Linked DNA regions of Gossypium hirsutum: region 2 is linked to region 1. A link is a contact called in public Hi-C data. All regions are on one chromosome and are shown on one strand. Each heading gives the region's core, a stretch centred on a gene start, on an enhancer-like site or on the middle of the called end of the contact. The rest is flanking DNA. Distances are from core to core; before and after follow the strand shown.

What was found. A called contact is a pair of places that touch in the nucleus more often than the background predicts.
Region 2: a Hi-C map of fibers shows a contact between it and region 1, with 1.8 times the contacts expected there. The contact joins the promoter of LOC107934229 here to the enhancer-like site in region 1. A contact is called at or near these places in 6 of 34 Hi-C or Micro-C datasets (callus, cotyledon, fibers and 2 more).

The regions. Positions count from the first base shown.
Region 1 is chrA07:10,006,911-10,009,970 of Gossypium_hirsutum_v2.1, reverse strand. It overlaps the pseudogene LOC107934241. Among protein-coding and RNA genes, the nearest start is that of LOC121203832, 8.6 kb to the left of the region's middle. Within about 2 kb of position 1,665, at least 6 of the 9 cell types and tissues checked have an H3K27ac peak or open chromatin away from gene starts, as enhancers often do. A contact at or near this core is called in cotyledon and fibers, where this site is marked.
Region 2 is chrA07:10,042,150-10,045,209 of Gossypium_hirsutum_v2.1, reverse strand. It overlaps LOC107934229 (F-box/kelch-repeat protein At1g74510), which reads left to right and starts at 1,451. Exons shown (of 5, transcript XR_005930314.1): 1 at 1,451-2,007; 2 at 2,884-3,060.

The DNA of each region.
Region 1 (3,060 bases), core at 416-2,915:
ATGCGGTCACGGGTTCAAGTTTCATTACACCCGAAGATGATACTTTATAAACCCTATACATAAGCTTGTGACCATATTCATAGGGAAAAACTAAGGAGCTTTATGGTATAATCAACTTATTTTTTCTTTCCATCTCCACCAAAGCAGTATCCTTAACCTCTCTATTCGAAACCTGTGACAGAGTTGGGGGAAAGAGGACTTTCAGGGAATGAGTGATTGTTACGATGGAGAGAAGCTGAAAGTCTTTTCTGATTGATAGCGGTTGCTACGATTAAAGAACTCTTTAATAAATACAACCGCAACTACCTCGACTTGAGTTTTAACTTTCTCTCTACTGTCATAATTACTCACCTCCTAAAAGTCCTTTTGCCCCCAACTTTGCTAAAGGTTGTAGAAAATTAAGTTAATGATACTTCTTTTGGTGAAGATAGAGAAAATGAATAAGTTGATTATACTGGAAAACCCATTTTATTTTTCACTATGATTATGGTCTCAAACTTACGTATGAGGTTTATGAAGCATCTTTTTCCGATATTATGAAACTTGAATTCGGGACCACATAGCACTATCAACTAGGCTCCTGGGTTATACTCCAACTCGTGACTGCATAACCACCGTCAATTAGGAGTTATAGTTATACTTCAACCCGTGACCGTATAAGCATCTTGAGCTCAGATTCTGAGTTGCAATGCGATAGGCTTCTAAGGTGATGGTTCCATCTCGACATGATAGATAAAATATATGGGTCTCCAAGTGCTATCGCATCATCGTGAACTCAAATATATCTCAAAACTATCACAATCACCAAAAAAAAAATGGAGAGAAACGAAAAACATGTCTAGTAGAGCATGCTTTTTGCCACCTAAGTTGAAAATACATTTCTCTCCCAAATCAGTCTATTTCCCTAAATATCACAAAAATGACCTAAAACTCAATTTTTTTTCAAGTTAGACATATGCTTCAAATTTAACCAATTATTTCTTAATAATTTATTTTTTTTATTTCCATTTACATGAAAATTTAACTTTATCATCCTTTATGAGAATCACTTTTCGAAAAAAAATCATTTTTTGAAATTAAATATTAAAATCACAATTCAATTAATTAAATTATTGAAAAATGAGAAGTTTCTAACGTACCAAATCCCCTCTAATACTTTTGATTCTATTTATTATTACCGATCGACCTCCCGCTGTCTTTTTTTCGCCTTTGCTTGCTAGTCTAATTCCTTGCTTGTCCTCGTTCCCCCCCCCCCCCCAAAAAAAAAAAAGAAATCTATTAAAATTTTCATATTTTTCTCTGTATATTGATCCTCTGTTTTCTTGGTGGGGATTTTTTTTCGGAGAAACGAAGAAATTAAGATCATCCAAGCTAGACAAATAGAACAGGTTCAACATGTTCATTTCATTGACAAAACAACGATTTGTTCAGATTCTAATAATTGTTGGTTTCTTGTACATAGTATTGGTCAGTGTCGAGATCCCGTTCGTGTTCTTAACCGAGTTCGGTAGTTTGTCTCAAGAATCGTTTACTCGGCTTCCCGGACTATCCCGCGAGGTTAATGTTCAAGAAAAAGACTCCCCGATTCGTCCCGTGAATTGGGTTTCCAAAAGCTCCCCTCCCCCAGCTCAATTTCTACATCATCGTCGACAACTCAAATATCAGGGTCGGTTCATTTCCAATTTGTCTTTTGATGCCAAAACCTTCGACCCGACTACCAAAGACAGGTCTTTGGAGCTCCATAAGTCTGCAAAATTCGCTTGGGAACTAGGGAGAAAGCTCTGGGAAGAACTCGAATCAAGGAATTTTGTAATTGACTCTACCGAGAACGTTAACAATGGATCCGAACGGTGTCCGCATTTAGTTTCTTTATCAGCGTCGGAGTTTTTGGACCATGGCAACGTCATGGAGCTGCCTTGCGGGCTTACTTTAGGGTCTTACGTAACGGTAGTGGGGAAACCGAGAGGAGCACATCCGAGGACGAAATCAAAAGTTGCTTTTTCGCAGTTTATCATGGAACTGCAGGGTTTGAGGACGGTGGACGGGGAGGAACCACCGCGAATTCTTCATTTTAATCCCAGGTTGAAAGGGGATTGGAATAGGAAGCCGGTGATTGAGCTAAACACATGTTTTAGGATGCAGTGGGGATCTGCTTTACTTTGTGAAGGGTGGAAATCTGAGGCTTATGATGAGACTGGTGATTTCACTTCTCTCTTTTTCTTTTTTAGTTTTTACTTGATTCAACTTGTATTTCAGTAACTTGCTTAGAGATGAAGTTTTTAGTAGTGTTTAGCTTAATAGATTGTTATTTTGTACTTGCAACTCATAGGAAACTGAATTGATTCACATACTAATAGGGGGAGAATTGGTTTTCATGATCAAAAGAATTTTGTTGAATTTGCTTTTTCAGTATTTGATTCTTACTTTGTTGATAGTTTGTAACATTTACCTTCTTGAAACTAGGAAATATTTTGTAAAGACCAGGTTTTAGGATTCGCTTACATCAAAGGTATTGTCCTCTTTAAGCATCCATCGGTCCTTCAAGAATTTGTCACATACAATGCAGGTGCACCTTCCATCAAACCAATCTAAGGTGATGTGGGGAAGACATCCTGGAACCTCGTTGTTACATATTTAATTCGTCTAGCGTTGTTTATTTTCTTAGAATTTTATGAATAGAATAATTATTTGGTCGTGGGCTGTGTCTAGAATTACCATATCGAACGGAAGTTCTTTGTCAATTCATTCATTAGAATTACATGATGAAAGGATAAGTTGCTATGTTGATTTGTAAATACAATTCCCGAATGTGTTTTTTCCTCTTCTGTTTTTTTTTTTAATTGCTGGATCATGGCATGCATGCTGGTGATATTTGAGTTTTGCTATTGCTTGTGACTTGTGATATTATAGTTAGCATGTTCGACTTATTCTGCTGTGAGGAAATATTAGTTTGCTGGGATTTGCTTTTTAAAATATCCTTTCCAAATTTGATGGGGGTTCCACTTTTAATTGGGTTTAATCAAAATATAGGCTATTTATGCATGCATATTAGAAGCAAAC
Region 2 (3,060 bases), core at 202-2,701, 35 kb before region 1:
TTTTATTCTTTTATTAACCAAATGACCAAAATGCCCTTAAGACATTTCTTTCAAAATTTTCCTATTCATGCCCAGTTTTGTCCAAAATTTTAGAACTTGGTCAAGTTGCTATTTAATAACCTCTAATTAATAATCTAATGCAATTTCATGCTTGAAACTTCTAGAACACAGGTTTTACAACTTATTCAATTTAGTCCCTAAAGTCGAATTGGACATCTTAAGCATAGAATTTCTTCATGAAAATTTCACACACGTATGCAGTCATGTCATAGATCATCAAATAATCATAAAATAATTATTTTCATTTTGAATTTGTTGTTTCAAAACCACTGTTCCAACTAGACCCTAATTCGGGATGTTACTTGGTCACCACTTGCATCAGCCGCAACAAACACCTCTATCAACTATTGCCAATGGATCCAAAAAGCATCAGCAACCTGAATGACTGATGCAACAACCACATCTTCCCTTTTCCAAACAAAGTAATTGCGATTAGACCATATCATCTAAGAAAGCATCAATACATGTTGTAGATGCTTAAGAGTTGCCAAGTCAATAAGCTTGCAAAATATGTCAATCATTATTGATTGACTGGATGAAAAACCAACTGCACTCCAAATTGCTTGCGCATATAGACAAAGAGCAAAATGTGATCCATACTTTCAGCCTCACCACATCAGTTACATGAGGAAAATAACAAAATACCCTTCTCATTCAAACGAACTTGTGTAGGTAAAAAGTGCTTCAGACAACACCAAACAAAGTCCTTTAACCTTTAACGGAATCTTACATCGTCATAGCTTTGTCCAAATTGTGTTCTCATCCAATAACGATTGATACGATTGATCCAACCACATATCAAGAGCAACACAGTATGCCGACCTTACACTATATTTGCCATTTGAACTAAAATGCCATATCATCCGATCCATTATTGGAGAGTAGCTAATCGGGACTTGAAAAACACGTTTTGTAAAAAGAGATTTTAAGTGTGTATAATGAGATTTAAATCATTATTTGTATGATGCTTAAGATTAATAGCAAGAGATCTAGATCCTAAGTGTGTGAGATGGGACTTAAATAACTATTTGTAAGATGTTTAAAAAAATAGATTATCTCTCTGAGTAAAAGAATCGCATAAATAACTTGATTGTGTTTTTATTTGATCCAATAGCCTTCCGTAGAATAGATTTGGTAAATACTAATAACTCTCGGATAGAGAATTAAAATAAAAAAATCCATTAAATAATGAACTATTGGCTCTAAGCCATCTCTGATGATGAATTATGATGAATTAATAATTTAAAGTAATTTTTCTTTTACTTATTCTTGATAAATCAACATTTATATATAGATATAGGAGGATCTATAGTTACGGCACTGCTCTCTTGTATTTGCATGTTTCGACTGATTTCTTGACTACTGTCGTTAGCTTCGGGTTGATCCTTCGGATTTATATGGAGGTTAGTTTACTTCCCAACAAAAACAAAACTGAAAAAGAGAAAGGGAAATAGAAAGAGAGGATGAAAAAAGTGAGAGAGAAGAAATAAAGGAAGAGCCACGCACGCACGCAAGGAGTGTACTTGTCCAAAGCGTGGGTTGGAGTTGAAACACGTGCAGAAACGGCCGTTAGCGGTTTCGAATTGTCGACCTTGGGTTTGGGTTGATTTGGCGTTGGGGCCGCAATTTTTAAACGGCGACTCCCTCTTCCTTAGCCGTTGTAGACCCCATATTTCTTTCCCTTTCTGTTAAATGAATATTATATATTATTTAAGTTTTAATCCTTTTTTTCCTTTTACCTATGTGAATCCACTTCCCTTAACCCCTTTTTTTTATATAACCTCTCTCTCTCTCTCGCAAAGCGAATATAAACTATTATCTGCTATTCTTTGTGAGAGATAATCTGCAGCAAATTGAGTTTTTATTTATTTAATTTTTTGTTAATCTGATTTTCAGAGAGAATCGGAGGGCAACAAGCTAAAATCTTCATTCTTTCTTATCCAATTTGTAAGACATTTTTCTCATTCTCTTTTACGATGGCTTCTTGGTTCTTTTTCTTCTTTTTTCTCATTTTCATTGTTAAAGCTTATGGGTTTTTATTTATTTATGCTACCTTTTTTTATTTCCTTTCTGGGTAGTGGTCATTTTTTTTGAAATAAAGGTGATTTTTTTAATGTCTAATTGTATTGATTTCAGTGAAGGGTAGATCTTTGTTTTGGCCTTTTTGGAGCCAAATTTAGATTTGGTTTCCACTGCTGATTTGATGAAAACTGTAACATGTGATTGCCTCTTAATGAATTTCTCTGCTTTTCTGTACTTCTTATCTTTTCATGTCTCCGTAGTCCCCATAGGTGTGAATTGAAAAGATCTGAATTCTAGATAATTATCATTGCTTACTAATGTGGTGGAGTTCAGCTTTGCTTATGAGTACTAAATGTTTTGTGTATTTGTTTATTAATTTATTAAATATTCTTGGTTTTGATTACAAGATTGTTCTTATTATGCAAGTTGTTTCAGATGATAAACAAGACTTATGATCTATCATTCTTGAAAATGGTTGCATTGTTTTGTCTTTGTCTTTTGTTAGTTATGATCCTTCTTAGTTTTGGGTTGATAGAACTGTCCTATTCTTTGTCTTTTAAATTGAGTTCTTTTTGGAATTCCTTGTGCTACATACGAATAGGGTTTTGTGAGATATTCAGCTGTTAGTTTCTACAGGAACTACACATTCATTTACTTATTGGATTTTATGGAATTTTATGATATCTGAAATCACAATTTGTGATGCTATCATTCTTTTTTTTTAAATGAACATGTAGCTAAATAAGTATATCTTTATTATGCAGTAACTGAGGGTTGTTATTTTCCTTATTGACTGATCAGTTTTGCATATAATGAAGAAGAAAGGTAACTGTCCTGATGCTCAGATTACTTAATTCTGACCAAGATCATGTTGGAGGGTCCATCATATCTTGTGTCAAGGGATTTTCCAAGCTCCTGCGAGCAAGAGAGCAAGTGGATTTATAACACTTTTCATGTAACCGAGCTCGCAAGAAGCAA